Linked DNA regions of Mus musculus: regions 1, 3 and 4 are each linked to region 2. Evidence: chromatin contacts called from public HiChIP or PLAC-seq, Micro-C and promoter capture Hi-C data. All regions are on one chromosome and are shown on one strand. The core of a region is the stretch at or near the end of the contact, and the rest is flanking DNA. Distances in the headings are between cores, read along the strand shown.

What was found. Hi-C and Micro-C count contacts between places; a contact is called where the count stands out from the background. HiChIP or PLAC-seq counts read pairs in DNA pulled down with a chosen protein or histone mark. Capture Hi-C pulls out chosen DNA fragments and counts their contacts.
Region 1: a contact with region 2 is called in a Micro-C map of embryonic stem cells, with 3 times the contacts expected there. The contact joins the promoter of Zfp637 here to the promoter of Ret in region 2. A contact is called at or near these places in 3 of 39 promoter capture datasets (the 3T3-L1 cell line and embryonic stem cells), 4 of 484 Hi-C or Micro-C datasets (differentiating embryonic stem cells and embryonic stem cells) and 1 of 9 other capture datasets (pancreatic islet).
Region 3: an HNF4G HiChIP or PLAC-seq map of pancreatic cancer cells shows a contact between it and region 2. The contact joins the promoter of Zfp248 here to the promoter of Ret in region 2. A contact is called at or near these places in 2 of 39 promoter capture datasets (embryonic stem cells and hippocampal neurons), 3 of 115 datasets of contacts at active chromatin or transcription factors (the 230-238 cell line, embryonic stem cells and pancreatic cancer cells) and 1 of 9 other capture datasets (liver).
Region 4: a contact with region 2 is called in a promoter capture Hi-C map of pancreatic islet. The contact joins the promoter of Fxyd4 here to the promoter of Ret in region 2. A contact is called at or near these places in 2 of 484 Hi-C or Micro-C datasets (the N1E-115 cell line and pancreatic cancer cells), 2 of 115 datasets of contacts at active chromatin or transcription factors (both in embryonic stem cells) and 1 of 9 other capture datasets (pancreatic islet).

The regions. Positions count from the first base shown.
Region 1 is chr6:117,838,359-117,843,243 of GRCm38.p6, reverse strand. It overlaps Zfp637 (zinc finger protein 637), which reads right to left and starts at 2,063. Exons shown (of 3, transcript NM_177684.3): 1 at 1,976-2,063.
Region 2 is chr6:118,196,385-118,200,813 of GRCm38.p6, reverse strand. Ret (ret proto-oncogene) reads left to right here and starts at 3,070. Exons shown (of 19, transcript NM_001080780.1): 1 at 3,070-3,753. The coding sequence starts at 3,681.
Region 3 is chr6:118,452,669-118,457,720 of GRCm38.p6, reverse strand. It overlaps Zfp248 (zinc finger protein 248), which reads left to right and starts at 2,215. Exons shown (of 6, transcript NM_028335.2): 1 at 2,215-2,305; 2 at 2,810-3,044; 3 at 3,834-3,875. The coding sequence starts at 3,861.
Region 4 is chr6:117,934,318-117,939,348 of GRCm38.p6, reverse strand. It overlaps Fxyd4 (FXYD domain-containing ion transport regulator 4), which reads left to right and starts at 2,014. Exons shown (of 9, transcript NM_033648.1): 1 at 2,014-2,058; 2 at 2,569-2,611; 3 at 3,427-3,495; 4 at 4,162-4,194; 5 at 4,317-4,340; 6 at 4,849-4,923; 7 at 4,998-5,031. The coding sequence starts at 3,456.

The sequences.
Region 1 (4,885 bases), core at 814-3,313, 360 kb after region 2:
AGAAAAAATAAATAAACCAAACCAAAAAAAAAAAAAAAAAAAACAAACAATAAAGGGCAGACCTGAGAGTTGAGATCAGTTTGGAGTGTAAACACAGGAAATCCAGACTTTCTGAGGTAATGTCACTGCAAAGTGGGCTAAAGATAGCAGGACTGGAGGGCTGGAGAGATGGCTCAATGGTTAAGAGCACTGGCTGCTCTTCCAGATGTCCTGAGTTCCATTCCCAGCAACCACATGGTGGCTCACAACCATCTGTAATGGGATCTGATGCCCTCTTCTGGTGTATCTGAAGACAGCTACAGTGTACTTACATATAATCATAAATAAATGTTTGGGCAGGGTGGGCTGGGGTGGGGGTGGGGAAGATAGCAGGACTGACCAAACAGAAATGAATCTAGGAGCAAGGAGGCAGAGGGAAACAGATAGCAGAGAAGTAGGAGTGCCTACTGTACTGTTAGTCCCCAGGTAAGGGCCGCTCTGCTTGCATTTGGTCTTGATAAAAAATTGGGGTTCTCTACTTTCCAGGCAAGAAGTCAGCACACCAGCCTTCCTGACTGGTGTTAGGAAGAAATAGCTCCAGCTTTCCTTTTCAGCTCCCCTCAAGTTACAAGGACCTAACAAAGAAGGTCTTGTTACCTTCTGGTAATTCTTAGTAGGCTCTTAACCCAAACCACCACTCCCTCCCCCCACCCCCCATGGAATGCTTATTTAAGGATCAAATTCCTGAATCTGTACACTTTGTTTACATAGTGGTACAGTATAATCTTTGTTTCAGTATGTCTGGTCAAAATGCTGGATTCCTAGCTTAATGAATTAGCAATCTGATGGTACGATTTTCTATTTTATTAACCAAATAGCTAACCCTTCTATCCATTCAGTTATATAGCCTGATGTCAAGAAATCTTTGAAGGATTCACTTCCAACTTGGAACACAAGCTATAAAGGGGTCCCCTGTCATGCTGCAAATGCATTCACTTAGAGATATTATTGATTAAAAATAAAGCCAACAAAACTCCCCTGTGATTCACAAAGAAAAGCACATGGTAGCTACTCCCTGGGGCTGGACTTTTTTGTCTCTGGAGTGTCTAGAGAACATGGTTAAGTCAAAATGAGTGAACACGGTAGATACCTGAACTCCTCTACCTGCTAAGAAGTAGCCAACATGCCTCAGCTGTGTCTCCAGACTCCCTGATTAATAGCAGGACAACTGACAACAGGAAATTGTCAAGGAAGAACCTGTTCAAGTCAGAGCAATCAAATTCTTGAAGATATTGAAAGAGAGTGATTTCGTAACACAAAACGCTGCTTTTCCTATCAGAAATGTTACCACAGCTCAGAATTAGGCCCCGAGAGACTTGAATTTTTTGCCTTGTTTCCCTCGGTGTATGCCCTGTAGCAGAACAACCTAACAGCCCCGACTCCAGTTTCTTCTCTTAGTAAACAAGTTAACACTATCTCAATTAGCTAGCTCTCGGAAGAACTGAGGACCAGAAAGTGAGGGATCTCTTACATTTGAGACACGCCCTACAAATCCAAGACCTAAAATGGTGCTTTTTCAGGAGAGAGGGCTGGAGGACAGACAGGGTGATCTGTAGGGTTTGGGAAAAATCTAATGAGGCAATTTAACGTGCGATTAGGAGCTTTGGGTGAGGATGAATTCCCCCCACGCTGGACGCCACTCCCTGCTAGGCTCTCTCCCTAGGCGTGAACTCTGCTCTCCTGGCCTAGCTGGACCTTCCTGTGGCCCCTCCCACGCTCGCGGGGCCCCAGCCTCCCAGGGACCCCGACATTGCAGCAGGACCCTTCCGCAGCACACCGCGGCCCACCCGCTCTCCGACCAGCGCACCCTTGTCTGCGGTTGGCGATTTTGGCCCGGACGGCCAGCCTGGCCTGCTCACGCGCCCTGGCCGGAGCAGCAGGCTCAAGACACAGCCCCCTCTCTCGGGCGCACAGCCCCGGCCTCAGCAACACTCACCGCAGCGGCGCGCGCCCGCAGACAGACAAAGCCGGCGCCGAGCCCGTAGCAGCCGCTGCAACGCTGCGCGTCGCCGGACCACAACTCCCAGGAGCCCGCGCGCGCCCCGAGGCACTGTGGGAAGCGCCGCGACCGAGCTGCGGCAGAAACGCGGTGGCTGCTTCTGGTTGTTGGGGAGCGCCGTCCTGTGGAGGAGCGGTGGTTGAAGCTTGGGAATGCTTATGACGTTAAAACTGCAGAAGACTCAGGGTTCCCTATAGGAGCCGGGACCAAGTATTTCGGACAAAGAATCAGGAATACTCTCTGGTCCGTGTAATAAGTTTTTTTTCACCCAAAAGATGGACGAGGCACTGCAGGACTTCGGAGTTTAGGTACTACCCCGACTAGTTGTACGACCCAGGGCGCTCACTTGTGGGGAGCCCAGGTCCGACGGCTCCAGGACCCCATAGGGCACCTACGCGGGGCCCGGGAGACTTTCTGAGCCAAGGGAACTCGAGGGAACAGTATTCCCTGAGTGGACACTAACATTGTCTTCCTAACTGAAGAAGTTAATGACACAAGGGTTGAGATTTGAACACTCTAAAATTAGTTATTAGAGATGGGAGAGTAGCCCTTTTGGTCCTGAGAGGGGCGTGGATGAAATTGAGCATCCATTCAATAAAATCTCTTTTAAGATGCCTTAAACGTCCATCGACTGCATTTATTTATATGCATTTCTAATAGCCTTTTTTTTTTTTTTTTTTTTTTTTTGGTTTTTCGAGACAGGGTTTCTCTATATAGCCCTGGCCATCCTGGAACTCACTCTGTAGACCAGGCTGGCCTCGAACTCAGAAATCCGCCTGCCTCTGCCTCCCAAGTGCTGGGATTAAAGGCGTGCACCACCACTGCCTGCCTCTAATAGCTTTTCTAAAGGACATTAGTCTCACCCTGGAGCCCTGACTTGACTTCTTTCGTAGTGAGCCTCCCCCAGAGTCTTCCCTTGGTAGATTTAGCTATCCTATTGAATGAAAGAGACCATAAGAAATGTTCCTCTTGCAGTGCCCTTGTTCCTTTCCCAGAATTACATGTGTCAGACTGGATGAAATATTTGACTTCACAGGACATCTCTGTTCTGTGAGACCAGATGTGGGATTAGGACAAGTTTTAGTTGACAAAGCATCGGTAGGAAAAGGGGGCCATCAGGGGAGACAAGAACTCATGTTTCCTTCATAAATCTGCAAAGATTCTCTTAACAGCCTTGAGGACTTGGGTACACGTATTTTTTGGGAAAAAAAGATCCCATTTTGTTTAGTGTGTGGATGTGAGGGGTGTCTTGCTGTGCCTGTGGAGGTCAGAGAATCATTAGTATGAGTGGGCTCACCCTTTCCTACAGGGAATCGAACTCAGGTCATCAGACTTGGCAGCAGGCACTATTACCTACACACCATCTTACTGGCCCAGATCCATTTGATAGAGTGGTTACGATTGGGGTTGAAAGATCAGAGTCCCTAGACACATGGTTCTTGCCAAGATCTTAAATGGGGCATAGTCCTCAGCCACCACCTGCATCTTAACACTTGCATCAGGAAGGGGGGAGGGTGCCGAGTGAGGGCTAGGGGTGAGTTCTGCCAGTGCGTATTTAAATGCTTGTTACAGACATCTCCATCCCTGGTACCTTACATCACTAGGGGAAGGAATGATAATTCAGACAGTGACATTAGTTATGACAGTCTCACTACTTGGATAAAGAAACTGCTCAAATGACCTCCTATGCGGAGACCCTCTACGTGGATCAAATGTGTGATAAAGCACAGATCCACAAAAGACCCAGAAGAAAAACTGAATTAATGTGATCATGATCTCAGTGTAGGAAAGGACGTTTGCAACCACGATAAAATGGACAAAAATAAGAAAAAGGTTAGCCGGGTGTGGTGGCGCACGCCTTTATTCCCAGCACTTGGGAGGCAGAGGCAGGCAGATTTCTGAGTTCGAGGCCGGCCTGGTCTACAAAGTGAGTTCCAGGACAGCCAGGGCTATACAGAGAAACCCTGTCTCGAAAAACCAAAAACCAACCAACCAACCAACCAAACAAACAAACCACCCTCTCCCCCCCAAAAAAAAACCAAAAAAAACCAAAAAAGAAAAAGGTTAAAATTTAACACTGTGGCCAATACCACTAAAGGAAGACAACACATGACAGAGTTAAGGGGGAAACCCTAGTGACAGACATCATGTAAGTCAACAAGGCAAAGAAACAATATTCTGATAGAAATATGGCCAACAGGGTCTGGAGAGATGGCTCAGTGGTTAAGAGCACTGACTGCTCTTCCGAAGGTCCTGAGTTCAAATCCCAGAAACCACATGGTGGCTCACAACCAACCATCTATAATGAGATCTGACGCCCTCTTGTGGGGTGTCTGAAGACAGATACAGTGTATTTACATATAATAATAAATCTTTAAAAAAAAAAGAAATATGGCTAACAGCAGCAGCACACACCAAAAGTAAACAAATAAGACAACTATGTATTAAAGAAAGAGCTGACTGAAACACAGAAAAAAATTCTCCCAATTACTAAATAGTGTCTGTAAAAGGAGACTTACCTTTTTATCCATGTGTAAATTGAGACAATCACTCTTGGTGTGACATGCCCTAGAGAGGATTGGTGACATGGGTGTTGAAGGGGATTTTCCCAGTCACAAAAATGAATCTGTAGAGATACAGTGCAAGGAGACTGTGACATGTTTCTAGGGAGAGGACACAGCTGAGAGGGGGTCCTTGATAAGTTGGGGGAGGGGTTTTTGGTCTTAAAATATTTCTCTCAGTTCTTTTATTTTCAGTTATGTGTTCATGCTGGGTGTGTTTACAACCATATAGGTGGTAGTCTCACAGTAAGTTTTTCTTTTTATAAAAGATGTATGTATATATATG
Region 2 (4,429 bases), core at 1,821-4,320:
GGCAGACAGCCAGGCAGGATCCCCAGAGGCCATACGTAGTACATCCTTTGGCTACACTCTGCCAGCCCAAGTCAGCTAGCCTGTGACTATGTTAATGATTTAGCATGCTTAATGAGGAGGTACACCTACTTGCCTCCCCTGTGGTCTCCTCAGAGGTAGCTGTTGGGCATGCTTTTCTTCCTGCAGCACTCTGGAGGACAGCCAACAGCAGACAGGGAGGCAAACTATGGAGAAGCAATAGCCCACCCATAGTGGAGTGCAATGGGGAGAGAGTGCTGAGTAGTACCCCCAACAGGGTCACAGAATCTGTGCTTCCACCTACTGTGTCACACTGCCTACAGGGGAAGTGCCCATGTCCACTCTGAGGGACCTTCCTTTCCAGTGCTTCCCAGTCTGAGTTGTACTCTGGACTTATGACACCTCTTTGAAGGCCCCAAGGGCCATGTTCCCGTCCCTGCACTGAACTTTCTTGATACCTCTGAACATCCCTGTACCTAGACCACCATATTCCTCGAGCACCCTCTTTTACTGGAGCAAGACTCAAGGGGCTCCAGGTAGGCTTCACGTACTCAGGAGCCATGCGCAACCTCCCACTTTCTACAAAAACAGCATGTGAGCCGCCTACCTGTCAACTCCCCACGGTCATCAGTCAGCTTCTGTGCGCTGACGACACAAAGGGCTGGGAGAGGTAGAGCTGCATAGGTGCCAAGATCCAAACACAAGTGACATCACTCGGAGGCAGCAGCCTGCACCACAGCCTCTTGGGGGGATTCTGCTTTTTAGATTACGTACAGGTAGTGGCTTGGTGGTAGGAATCTGCCTAGCATGCTTGAAGATCTGGGTTCAATCTCTAGTATCAATTTTTTTTTAAGAAAAAAAGGAAGGAAGAAAGAGGGAAAGAAAGAGAGAGAGAAAGGAAGGAAGGAAGACAAAGTATCTCTGTGGGTGGAACTTAGCTCCTATCAGACTAGGCCCGACTCCAGGTCCTAGAGCACTTGTGACCTTGAATGGGGGAAGGTCAAGGTCAAGTTCTGGGGAACCGAGGCAAGACAGTGGTTATGACTTTACTGAGCATGTGCTTGGTGCTGGCACTGAGTTCCATCTGCGTATGTATTCCCTTTACTACAGATTAAGTCCTCTCTCTGGGAGGAAGATGTTTACAACAGGGGAAACTGAGGTTCAGAGCAAATAGATTAGGAAGCGTCAAAAAATACAAAGACAAAGAAAAGGAAAAGAAAAATAGAACCTCATGCAGACTCTCACCTTCCCCAGAGAAGAAAAAAAAAAGACAGGAGCAAAGAGTGGGGCTTCCTAGGTGACTCACAGGCTAAGAGACCTTTGAGCCTGGCCTCAAACCTGCCCTAGGTACAGGGAGACAGCCATTTCCCCTCCCCTAGAGGAAGCTCCCTCCTACCGTGCTCAGATTCTGAAAACTGAGTTAATATCTTGGGCCAGGTCAAGCAAAGTTTGGACCTTCCATGTGGTCTTCAATGGCAGCTGGTCCATGGCTTCCCTCAGATCCACTGCTGCTGTCTCTGTTCAGCTCCCGGGGCGTACACAGGGAAGGGTTTGCTATGCACTCAAGTATGTAGGGTCCATGTATCTGAACATGGTTGCATGCATGCATGCATATGCATGTCTAGGGGCTCGAGTAAAAGTCCACTCAAGATCTTCAGAGGAGAGGGAAATGTCCCGACCATGCTATCTGGACACTCAAGGCTGTGAAGGCCTGAGGAAGAGACAAGAGTGTACTCTTGCCTGGGTCCTTAAAATGGGCAGAGTTCATCCCAGTGTCGGTGAAGAAGGTATGAGAGTGAGGCTGGTTGGAAGAGTGGACCAGACCTCTTTTCTCTTTGCATTCTATTGGAAAACAGCCACAGGAACCTGTTTGTAGGGGGGAAAAAAAGAAAGAGAGAAAGAGAGAAAGAGAGAAAGAGAGAGAGCGAGAGGAAGGGAGGAAGGAAGAAAGAGAGGGAGAGAGAGAAAGAGAGAACGGAAGGAAGGAAGGAAGAGAGAGAGAGAGAGAGAGAGAGAGAGAGAGAACCTTCCTGTTCAGGTCCCTTCCTTGGACACAGGCCCAAGTGATAACTCCAGGGATCCAGTGTATTAGCACCTTGTGACTAATTCCATCCCCATAAACCCAAGGCCAGTGATCTCAAGGTGCCTCTTCTAGGTTAGAAGGCTGGTGGTCTGGATACCCACGGATCAGCAGGCAGGCTCTGAATAAGATCTCAGCTGGCCTGGTCCCAAGTCAGCCTATGTCTTGGCAGCTTCTGCTCCTGCCTGTGAGGGTGACTTCACTTTGACTTCATATCTGCAGAGTGATGTACAGAGATTGCTTATTCAACCCTGAGCTCAGTCGGGCAGGAGGGTGGGGCTCTGCATACTGAAGGAGAGGAGCAGCTGAGCCCCTCCCCAGACTCAGGTTCCAGGACCTGTTTGTTCACTCCAAGGTCCTACAGGCGTCTGTTTTTCTTTCCTTCCATTACTAGTTGCAAGCCATGCTTCAAAAAGCAGCTGGGAGTAGGGAGAGATGGGTTTTCCTCACAGGCATCTAGAGCCTGCATCCGACCTTCTATTTCCTGCCTAGAGGCTCCCATATCAAGGGTAAATATATTTAGTCATAATTTGGGGAAGGGAGAGTTCGATTCTTCTGGCAAACTTCTCTTTTCATCCTTCCCAACACCCCTGTAGCCGCTGCCCTATCAGTCAGTTCACATCCTAAGAGCTCTTCTATTTGGTGGGATAAGCGCATACAATTCCCAGCACTGCACCAGACGACAACGGTAGCAGGTCTCTTTGAAAGGTGTGCAATTAGCCAGTGTCTTGGTCCTATTGGTTGTACCGGTCCTGGGAATCACAAACAAGCCCAACAGGACCCCCAACCGTCTTCACCACATGATATGTTGTACACTGGAAGCAGGCTCTCTGTCCCTCTTTCTCTTGATCAGGGCTCCTCCCCTCTTCCCGCCTCTAACCCCAGAAGAAGCTGCAGGCTCCAAACGCGCTTCTCACTCCCGCCCCCTTGATAAATGGCGGAGGATGCTCTTCGCGTCCAGAGACTGGAGGGACATCATTCTAGACTCTGGGTCTCTGCGAGTATAGGTGACCAGTCGGCCCAGACGCCGAATCTTCTGTGTTGCTCTTTCTGGGCGGCGGGAAAGGACTAACAGAAACAGCAAGCGAGACGCACGGGGTGAGAAAGTGGCTATGCCGGCAAATGATCATGGATCCAGGTTACCTTTAGTAGACCAGCACCCGCACCACAACCCACACGCACCCAGCTCCGACCCGCGCTCATCTAGAGAGGAAATAGAGGTTCCCCTAGCAGTCGGGTGCCGCCCCACCTTGCCCCACACAGTACCTGGAGCCCCGCCCCTCCACACACACCCGCACCCCTGGTCCCGCCCCTCTCGCTGCCACTCCCTCTGCGCCCTGCCCTGCCCCAGTCCGCTCCCCGGGCGCAGGCAGCGCAGGTCTCTCATCAGTACCGCAACCGGAGCCGTGCAAGCAACAGCAGAGAGCGGCTCCGAGTCCGCAGCTGGGAGTCGCGCCCGGACGCAACGCGCCCGCAGTGCCCGCTGCGCCCGGGCTGGCATGGGGAGGCCCGGCTGAGCGCCGCACCCCACCGCCGCCGAGACCCGCCTGCTCCTCAACCGCGGCCCTCGCGCGCACGGGCGATGGCGAAAGCGACGTCCGGCGCCGCAGGGCTGGGGCTGAAGCTGATTTTGCTCCTGCCGCTGCTAGGAGAAGGTGAGTCCTACGGGCGGCTGGGACGGTAGGGGCCGGGGTGAAGTTAGCGCTGCGCGCCGAGCCGGGAAGCTGACGCGCGCAGAAGCGCGCTTACATTGGCTGTCACCGGCCGGCTGCGCGGCTGGCGGGCCTCCGGGTCTGGGAACCGGGTCGCTGCGGCTAGCTGCTGCGCTTGGGCCACCGGCTGGGCGGGGCTCGGCTCGCCTTGGGTCCGTGCGAGTTGCGAGCCGGGCAGAGTAGACTGCTCCGCCAAAGCCGCAGCTGAACATCCCAAGCTGGTCGCTTTTCCAGCCGCGGCCGGCCGTGTGCCCGAGCGAAGCGGACAGATCTTGTCGCCTTTGGGGAGCAGCTGCGAGCGGACAGGGTAGGCAGCCCTGGGAAGCCCACGACTTGAGCCAGCGCTTGGAGACTGCAGCGCCCAGATTTTCTTTTCGCGTTTCAATTCTGCACTTGCTGTAGCTCCATTCGTCTGGCTGAAGGGCGCTGAGGCAATCTTTAGTAAAGGTTATTTTTCCTGTGTGTGTTTTTGCCGCCCTGATCTTTAAAAACCTAAAAGCCTGTGGTCTCTCCCCCCCCGCCCCCCCCCCGTCCCCGCGTGTCTTCGCCGAGAGCTCTGAGCTCTGCCCCACAGTTGGGAGTCCTGTGTCACATGCTATTCCGCTGGAGCACATGAAAA
Region 3 (5,052 bases), core at 966-3,465, 260 kb before region 2:
AGATATCAAAGTCTCTAAGTTCTTGAGAAATGGCTGGTTCTAGGGCTATGTAATGAAAATCCAGGTTGAATCTGTACCATCTTGTGATATCAGAAAGTTAGGAAATGCTTTTCAAAAGTAACAAGGATATGTTAAAAGATCTAACAGCTCCCAATATCCAATGTTTGAATGCTGAGGCTCAGAATAACATACTATTGTTAGATCATATCATGAAATAAAAAGTGTCAGAGGACAGGCCCTGACCTAAAACATTGAATAATAACATGAATGGCTCTGAAATGATTTTGGTGTACATAAAAGAAGTCAAATTCAGAAGCCACGTTAAAACCTACTTGTATTTATTTGGAATTCTGGGGAAGGTAAAACTATATAGTACAGAGAATAAATCAGCCTATAGGGAGGATGGGGAGGGAGCAAAGTAGACAGAATGACAGTCATCGAGAACAAACTAAATACACAAGTTCATACTAATGTAGGTAACGCTGGATGAACCAACAAGAGCAATGAGATGCTTCATCTCAAGTATCCTGAAGCAATGGAGGACAGGATGGAGAAGCCATTATGAACTGGGAGAGACTAAGAAGGCTTGGTGCCTTCAGGGACTTCTGGTATTTTTGGATTTGTTCCTGGAGCAAAAATAGAAAAATCACTGGAGAAGGGAGAGTTGAATAAATCCTATAGTTTACTTCTTTTCATAATAAGTGTTCCTCAGAGACATCATCTGCTCACTTGAGTTAAATATGTGTGAACACTATGTTGATCTGTTTTCCCCCTAAGATTTGAGGTTCATGCAGCCCATGTGGGCCTTGAACTGTCTATGTAGCGAGAGACCAACATCTTTCTGGGGATGGTCAGCCTGGCCCAGCAGAAGCAGCTATCCTTTTAATGCTATTCAGCACTAGGGTTGTGGCTTCTCTCTCTTTTATCCAGAGAATATTCATGATGATGATCTTTTAGTTTAGACTACTTTCCAGGATTTTATATAAATTTGTTTCACATTCACAAACTAATTAGTTAGTTAAAATATTACATAATTTTCCCCTTCCCTGTCCTCCCTTCTACCTCTACCCTATATCTAACTCCCCTTTCTCCACAGCCTTTTTTCTTTAACCACTCTTTTTACACACACACACACACACACACACACACACACACACACACACACACAAATAGAAACTTCTGCATCCCTCAGTGTTGCCTGCAGGTGTATGCCTTTGGGGACTGACTGACCACTTGGTATTGGACAACAACTCATGGGGCTCACCCCTGGGGAAGACTAATTCTCTCTCTCTCTCTCTCTCTCTCTCTCTCTCTCTCTCTCTCTCTCTCTCTCTGTGTGTGTGTGTGTGTGTGTGTGTGTGTGTGTGTAGTTGCTGATTGTCTGCAATTCTTCATCTTGGGATGCCAGGAGAGAAGCGAGGCCTATAGCACGAGGCTAGTGAGATCATGAATCTTATAGGAAACCCTACCACTGCCACTGTCCCAAAGTAGCACAATTCATAACTACATTCCCTATACGTATCATTATACCCACAGGTAAGCGTAGCTCTCATCCCTTAACAAAGACATTCTTTTTACAGCAGTTAGAGACCATTACCGAAGGACACACCTTGTCAAAATACAGTGAGCAACTGAGGGAAGAGTTCTCAGCCCAACTGATATAACACTCCTCCACCTAAGGCTCGAGCAATGCTGCAGAAGACCTGGTAGAGATTTTAAGAGCCAGAGGATAGGGAAGTCTGATGTGAGATTGTGTCTTGTAGCTAGGACAGGGAAGCCACGCCTATGAAATCTCAGCAAAGTGACCAAGTCCTGAACTATTCCAACACCAGTTGACATTCCAACATAATTTTTAACACATCTTTCCTTCTTTTTGAGTGTAGAAAATATATTAATTTGATCCCCAGTCCCCAGGGTAGTGACAGAAGGCTGGCGCTAGATAGAATAAAGATACAGAAAACTGTCGCGGTGTACCAGAAAGTCCCATCCTGGGAAATGAGTCTGACAAGGTCGTGTTTACACTGCAAACACCTTTACTTCTTACATAAAGTAACCCTGGTTTCTAGACGCCTTCAACAGCATCATTTTACAATACAGAGTGAGACAGGAGCTGACTCCGTTTTCCAGGCAACAGTCCTTCTTCCAACACTGGACGTGGAGACCCCACTACGAGCACCGTTGGGCGCACCGCCCCTTCCTCTGCGCATGCGCAAACTGCAGTCCTGCTCCTGGTCCATCCGTGGCCTCGCGTACCTCCTGGGAAACAACTCCTGGCCTTCGGCACGGTGCACTGCAGGAGCGGCGGGTGAGCCTTAGACAGCATCAAGGGCGGAGGGTTCTGGGAGCTCGGGCCATCCTGGTCGCTGTTGGCAGCAACCAGGGACCAGCGGGGTGGAGGGCTGTATGGGGAAACGCCGGGGTGCGCTGGGACTCCATGGCTCGGGCTTGCGGGATCCGGATAGTCCCGCACTTCTGCAGAGCTAATCTAGGGCCTCTAGCTCGTGCTACGCCTGCGCATTTTGCCCACTAGGCGGGGAAGATGCGGGGTGGTTGGGCGGAACCCTGAGGAGTTGACTCACGCATGGCGCGAGCGTGACGCGGTGACGCATCCGTTCTCTGGCTGCTGGGGCTAGATGCTGGGATGTGGGGGGCGAGCGGGTAAGCCAGGTCCCGAGTGAATGAATTACTGGGACAGAATAACCTACCCGAGACTCGGTTTCCTTTTGTGCACAGTGTGACTATTACGAATACTTGCTGCAATTTTCTTTTCTTTTCTTTTTTCTTTTTCTTTTTTTTTTTTATTTTTAAGCTACTACTAGGGAGCCCACCCTCGCAGGGGGCCTTTGGACTGGTCCCTAGGGCGCAGTGTTTGGAGTGGAAGAGGAAAGTGGTTAGCTAGCCACCAAACCTCCTGCCCCCTCACACACCCGGGATCCCAGTTCTGAATTTGGTTCTCGCTCATGTGTTTTGTGAAAATGACAGTGTCCTGAAACCATGGAAGACTGTGTGCTCGCCGAAAGTCTGGGACAAGTTTAAGGAGAGAGGTGAGCTGGAGTTGAGAGAGATGGGTGCATACAGGCTGCACATGGAATGCTAGTTCTTGGAAAACGATTGGGAGTGAAAGGCTCACAGGTCCGGAATTGCTATCACTGCCCCTACCTCCACATCTTATGCATCCCTCCTACCTGGTTAACTGTGGAGAGGCGGTCCCTTAGACTCTTGACTCATGTGAAGGTGGCATGTAGGGACACGCTTGCTATTATGGCCATATGTTTCCATCGGACAGTAGTGTAGGTGGGTCCTGAGAATCTCAACATCTTGCAGGTTTTTAGTGACACAACCGGGGCCTGCAGATGGCTGTATATTTTGTCTCTTTGAGGTGCAAGTTTCTTATCAAGCGATCGTTTTGAGAATTGTAAGCAAGCAACTTGGAATGTAAGCAAATACATTTTGAAATTTTTATCTTGCCTTAAAAGCCCCGTTCATTTCCTTGACTTACCTGACTTCAAGGGATTAATGGTGTTAGATTTAACAAAACCTCCTGATTCCCACCGCTGTCTCCGCACTCCCTCATTTTCCTTGATCATCAGTCCGGACAAGCCCATAGCCTTTCCTCCTTTAGATTATCATTTGCTGAATTAAAAAGATTGTCTCATGTTTTTAATTCTCCTGTAAGTTGGGTGCTAAGGGAAAACAAGCGTTTGCATTCATTCAGTGCAAAGGATCTAAACTCAACTTATGTTAGAGCCACACCTGAAGAAGTAACACCTTGCTTGTGGCTGCATGCAGGGCAGGCCAAGTCTCTGCTGACATCATTCTTCCTTCTCCCTCAGCTTTCCCTCCTCCACTCAGAGCAGAAAATGAACAAATCCCAGGTGAGTTTTTTTGGCTTATTTATTCCCATTTTGTTGATTGTTTTGTTTTTCAGTGAAAAAGTAGATCAGGCAAAAGTTTACAGCCACTGTAAAAATTTGCATCGGGCCAGTTGCCAGAATTGGGTGGAAGCTTTTGAAAGTCACAGAAATATCGGCTGACAAAAATTTCTCTGTGTTTTCTGGTAGTCGCACGGAGGTGAATGTGATCTGTTGTCTATCATCCTTTCTTGTTAAAACCAGATACTAGTTCAAGCCTAACACCGAGGCTGGAGTAGACTGCTCTGGCTCTCCCGGAACGGACTCTAAAGGAGATGACAGAATCTGCAGCCCTATGTATTCTCAACGTAGCTGTCCTAAATGTTCAGCCAGCTCATTAAAGTCTAGGTCAATTTGCATGTGGGCAGCTTATGTTTATGCATTTCTTGTTTACATTCAACCTGAAAAATAAGGCCATATCCCCTCACTGCCATTCACCCAAATCAGTTCTAGAAAAGGCCACCAAATTGCCTTCCAGGCCAGCCAGCAAATGTTCCTGTCATGGCCTTTCTTGACTGTCAGCAGTATTTGGTAGTTTTGCCAGTGGACTGTTTTAAAGATTTATTTTATTATTTTTAAATAAGTTGCTTTTCATACAATGTATTTTTATCATATTCTTTCCTCCCTCAACTCCTTCCAGATTCTCCACACCCAACTTCATGTTCCTTCTCCTCTGCCAAAAAATCAAAAGAGTCAACATCAACAAAATCCAAAAATTGAAAATAAGACAAAACGAAAAGTACACTTACACAGGTGCGCACACACACGCACAAGCCTACACACACATGTGCACACATATAGATGCGCAAGCCTGCGCGCGCACACACACACACACACACACACACACACACCTGACTGATTTTTCACCAGCCCATGTGAACTTGTCTTTTTTTTTTTGCCCCAGACATTTCTTTCACCCTTGACCCTCCATTCCTTGTTTTACCAGTGGGTCTCATGTGTCTTCTTTCTTTTTCTTAATGGTTTTGAATTACTAATATACTAACATTTAGAATAGTATATTCTAATAAAAATTTTAAAATTCTGAGCCAATGAAAAAAGCTAATGCAAAAGATACAGAAGTGTCTACTCCTTCCTGCTTCACCCTTTCTGTGTCCTGTAGGTCTGGTGACATTAATCCTCT
Region 4 (5,031 bases), core at 765-3,264, 260 kb after region 2:
CAGTCGGAGGGAGTGTGCTGCTCTTGCAGAAGATCCGGGTTCAGTTCCCAGCCCCCACGTGGTGGCTCACACCATCCGTAGCTCCAGTTCCAAGGGACCTCATGCTCTCTTCTGACTGCTATGAGCACCCATGTGCACACGTACGTACATGGAGACCAATCAAACTTGTACACAAAAATAGATCTTCAAAACAAATGACAGCAAATATTGGCAAGGATGTGGGAAACAGGGAAACGTTACTCATTCTGGGTGGGGGAATGCAATTCAGTGCAGCCATTATGAAAGTCACCGTGGCGCTTTCTCCAAAAGCTGAAAATAAACCTACCATATGTTCTGTTCTATCGTTCCTCAGAATACTGCCAAAGCAGCCCATATTTACAGAGAAACCTGCACAGACATGTTTGTTGCCCGGTTGCCGCTGTATTCACAATAGCTAGGAAATAGAACCCACCAGGAAGGCCAGCAGCTGATCAGTGGACAGTGGAGACGGGAGACACATACACAATGGAATTTTACTCAGCTTTAAGAAAAAGTGAAATTTGAGGGGAAATGGATGTGACTGAAAAATATAGTAATTAAGAGAAGTGTGCCGATTGATTTTTGTCAAATTGACATAAACCTAGACAAATCTGGGAAAAGGGAATCTTAATTGAGAAAATGACTCCATATCTGAGGAGAAATGGAGAAAATGCCACCATAAAATTGACTTCTAAGCCGGGTAGTGGTGGCGCACTTCTTTAATCCCAGCACTTGGGAGGCAGAGGCAGGCAGATTTCTGAGTTCAAGGCCAGCCTGATCTATAGAGTGAGTTCCAGGACAGCCAGGGCTATACAGAGAAACCCTATCTTAAAAAAAAAATTGACTTCTAGACAAATCTGCAAGGCATTTTCTTGATTAATAGTCAATTCGGTAGGGTCTAGCTCACCCGGGGTGACATCACCCCTGGCCAGGTGGTCCCGGGTAGTGTAAGAAAACTGGTTGAGGGCTGGGTACGATTACACATCTTTAATCCCAGCACTCAGGAGGCAAAGGCAGGCAGAACATCACAATTACAAAATTAAAAAGAAAGTAACTGTTGAATCCTTTCACAGCCCTTTCCCACCTATCTAAGACAGACAACCTCAACTCTTCTTCAGTGACCTCTAGACAGGGACAAGTCTCCCTCACTTGGGAAAGAGAAGAGATTCGAGGATCATCCAAAGGTCCATGGTAGGATGGTTTGGGCCAGCATCGGACAAAGCAGGCTATCCTGTCCCTGGCAATGTCCCTCCCTCTGTGGGAGGCAGGCAAAAGTCTACCTGGACTGGGACAGTGTCCTATTCCACCTGAAGTAGGTTCCTCAAGTCACAGGGTGTCTAGGTTTAGCAAGAAGGTGGTAAAGTGAACCAATGGTTCCCTGTCAGACCCAGCCCCGTCTCTCTGAACACCGAGTTCAAATAAAAACAGTGCGACTGCCAGTCTCTATTATCTACTTCACTGTCTCCAAGGTATTCCACACAGCACAAGCCAGGAGGCTGAACCCCTGCGGCCTTTAGTGTGTGTGTGTGTGTGTGTGTGTGTGTGTGTGTGTGTGTATGTGTGTGTGAGAGAGAGAGAGAGAGAGATCAGAGATAACTTCTGAGTCAGCTTTCGTTCTACCCTGTGGTTTCTGGGCTCAGATTCAGCTTGTCAGTTGTGGTAACAAGTACTTTTACCTTCCAAGCCATCCTTCCAAACCTGGAGCTTTCTCGTAAGACCTAGGTAGACTGAGGAGGCCCCCTTTTCCTCTGGAGCATGGACTGAAATCCAGTAGTCTCAGTTTTCCCGTCTCTCCCTCATTCCTTAGCTTGAAGGAGCCAGGACCCAGCACTGGCTCTACCCTGGGTGTGGTAAGTGAGCTATGGCCTTAAGAGCAGGTGGGGAGGGCTGCCTACGGGAGCATAAGAGGTAGGACCAGTTCCCTCCAGACTGCTGGTGTGTGGCCCAGGGCGGAGCCCCTGGGTTTAAAGAGCAGAACCCACCTAGGCTCTCCTCAGACTTCCTCTCTGCACCACTCCCCTGGCTCGAGTCATCTCCCGGGTGAGTAGATGTTTGCTGGGACTTAAGTGTGCTCCTTAGAAGGGGTGGCAGAAAGACCATCTGAGGAAGGGGGAGGGGATGCCTCCAAGACTCTGAGAAGTGAACAACTATTTGGGGATTGTGAGAACAGAGATGGCCTCTCCCGGCCTTGAGAGTTCTGATTTTAAGACTGTGTAGCAGCGAGTTCAGGACTAGGGGAAGTAAGGGCCAACCTTTAACAGAAGCAGAAGTAAAATGAAAATGAGACAATCCAGGAGCTGTGGCTTTGTGTGAAGGGGTAGGAGAAACTGATGAAGGACAAAAGAAAACCAGCTTCAGAGACTGGTAGATTATAAACTCCCATGTCCAGGAGATTTTTAATCCATTTTTCCATCTTAAGGCAAAAAGCCCATGTGGTTTATATATACTGTAGCAGGTTTTCAGGGCTAGGTCTATATTTTAGGATTTACATATCATACATAGCTCCCTTAATTTCATCTGCATAATTTACAAGGTTGTTATAATTTTCAGGACACTGAAACACAGAGATATTACCTGCTAAGTCACACACCTGGTAAGTGGATGTGAGAAGACTGAGCCCAGCCAGTAGGTGCTGGATCTGTGATCTCATTAGCAGATCAGAGCTAAGTATAGTAGACAGTAACCGAGGCTTCAAAACTGAACCCTTGGCACTAGCCTATAGCTACCATTATACAGAAAGAAAGGCTGGGGCTTTTTCTCTCTAAAACTCAGCTGCACAAGGGGTGTCACAAGCAATGTAAATGAGGCCCTGGGTAGGACCTACTCACAGGAGAAAGGGGCTATGTCTCTCACACCAGCAGACCTTTCTAGCAGGTACCTATGCTCTGAGTAGATCTGGGGCTGCTTGGAGCAGAGTTCCTGGCTCTAGAAGAGGAGGCTGGAACTGCACCCTCCAGCCCTGTTGTTGAATTCTGAGATAATCTACGACTCAACCGGATTACTCCAGGCCCAGATCTTTTCAAGTGGAAGAGGCAGGGCCTGGACACCTGGTTGGGAAAGCCTAGCTCCTTCGTAGAACAGACACCTACCTCACTTGGAGCATTTGGTTTTATCTTCGTGGATTCCTACCTTCTGTGAAAGAGATGATCGCAAAGCCTACGTGGTCACTCCAGGGTGTTCTGTTTCTGAACACGTAACTAGAATTAAGCAATCCACATACCCGGGTAATCACTAGTACCATCTGTATGGGGAAGTGGAAAGCGATCGTTTCCTTAAGGTCAGCGCTTGCCTATGTGGGATTCATATGTCTAATTTTCACACCAGTTCTGCCTCTTACTAATGGGGTGAGCTGTGGCAGGTCACAGATCACAGACCCAAGCCACCACTTCTACTCTGCATCTCACCCAGCAGCCTGCAGTCTCACCCTGGGTCCTGATATGGAGGAAATCACCTGTGCCTTTCTCCTGCTGCTAGCAGGTGAGTTCTCCATACACTCCGCCCACCAAGGTAGTGGAGACCAGACAGCCTCTCCCCAGAGTAGGACTGCGGCCCAATAAGTGTGTTTATCTTTAAACTGTCAGTTGCACGCAACACTAGTACAGGATGAATGAGAACACTGAAAAATTGCTTAATGGCTACTGAGTCAGTTGACTGTGAAAAATGGACCGTGCCTATCAAAGTAGGCTTGTTTTTTTTTTTTTTTTATTGTTTTTTTTATTTTTGGTTTTTCGAGACAGGGTTTCTCTGTGTAGCCCTGGCTGTCCTGGAACTCACTCTGTAGACCAGGCTGGCCTTGAACTCAGAAATTCGCCTGCCTCTGCCTCCCAAGTGCTGGGATTAAAGGCATGCGCCACCACTGCCCAGCTTAGGCTTTTTCTTTAAGAGGCAAAAAGCCTGGCTCTGTCCAACACTTCTCAGACAAGGTTAAAAATGAATCAACTATCCTGTTCAGAGCAGGAGAAGAGCAGACACGATATATGAAGGGCTGTGAATGGGACTCAGAACTCAGGATGCGTTGAAAAAGCCAAGGCCTGCTTGGGATCTGGTAGGCCTAGGATCAGGGTCACTTCACAGACCTCTCTAGACAGCTGGGTTTTTAGACATCAAGTGGGATAAACACCCACCTCTGCTTGTCTCACCCAGGTCTGCCGGCCTTGGAAGCCAGTGACCCAGTTGGTGAGTACCAACCATTGTATACTCACAAGTGACACCTGCCACCTGCCTGCATTTCTCTCCTAAGACCCCATATCCTGTCTCCTAGTTCTGGTATTTATTTACTTATTTTTCATTTACTGCAGATAAAGACAGTCCCTTCTACTATGGTAAGAGCTGACACCAATCCCCATCCCTTCCCCACTCCATCACATTCAATTCTTGTCTGCCTTAGACCTCTTCACCAAGCCAACTGATGAGGATGGTACATAATCTAATAGTCAAGGTGGGACGGGACACCAAGCCTGATCTTCATTAAGAGCTAAAGACAAAAAAAAAAAAAAAAAAAAAAAAGTAGAAGAAGGAAAAAGGGGGCCTTGGGGCATGGAGCTGGGGTTGGTCCAATGAACCTTGTCCTCCTTTCTCTAGGTTCGTCTACTTTGTCTCTCATGGCACTTGTCCCCATGAGATGCTATTACATGACGTACCTATTAACCCACTTGGTCTCTTTTTCATTACCTGGGATTTAAGTGCCATGTGGGCAAGCACGTATTTATAGGGCAAGTGGGTGCTTGTAAAGACGTCCCACAAAGCCACACTCCCAGCCCCATAAATACCTTCTGAATGAATGTGTGAGGGTACTGTGAGGCAATGTCTCCTCTTTGCCCCCACCCCCAGACTGGGAGAGCCTGCAGCTGGGAGGATTGATTTTTGGAGGGCTCCTGTGCATCGCTGGAATTGCCATGGCCCTGAGTGAGTAGAGGGATGGGCAGAGTGGGGAGAGGAAGGCTCAGACTCAGGCTGGATCGATGTCCCTCTTCTCCTAGGTGGCAAGTGCAAATGTAGGCGTACCCATAAGCC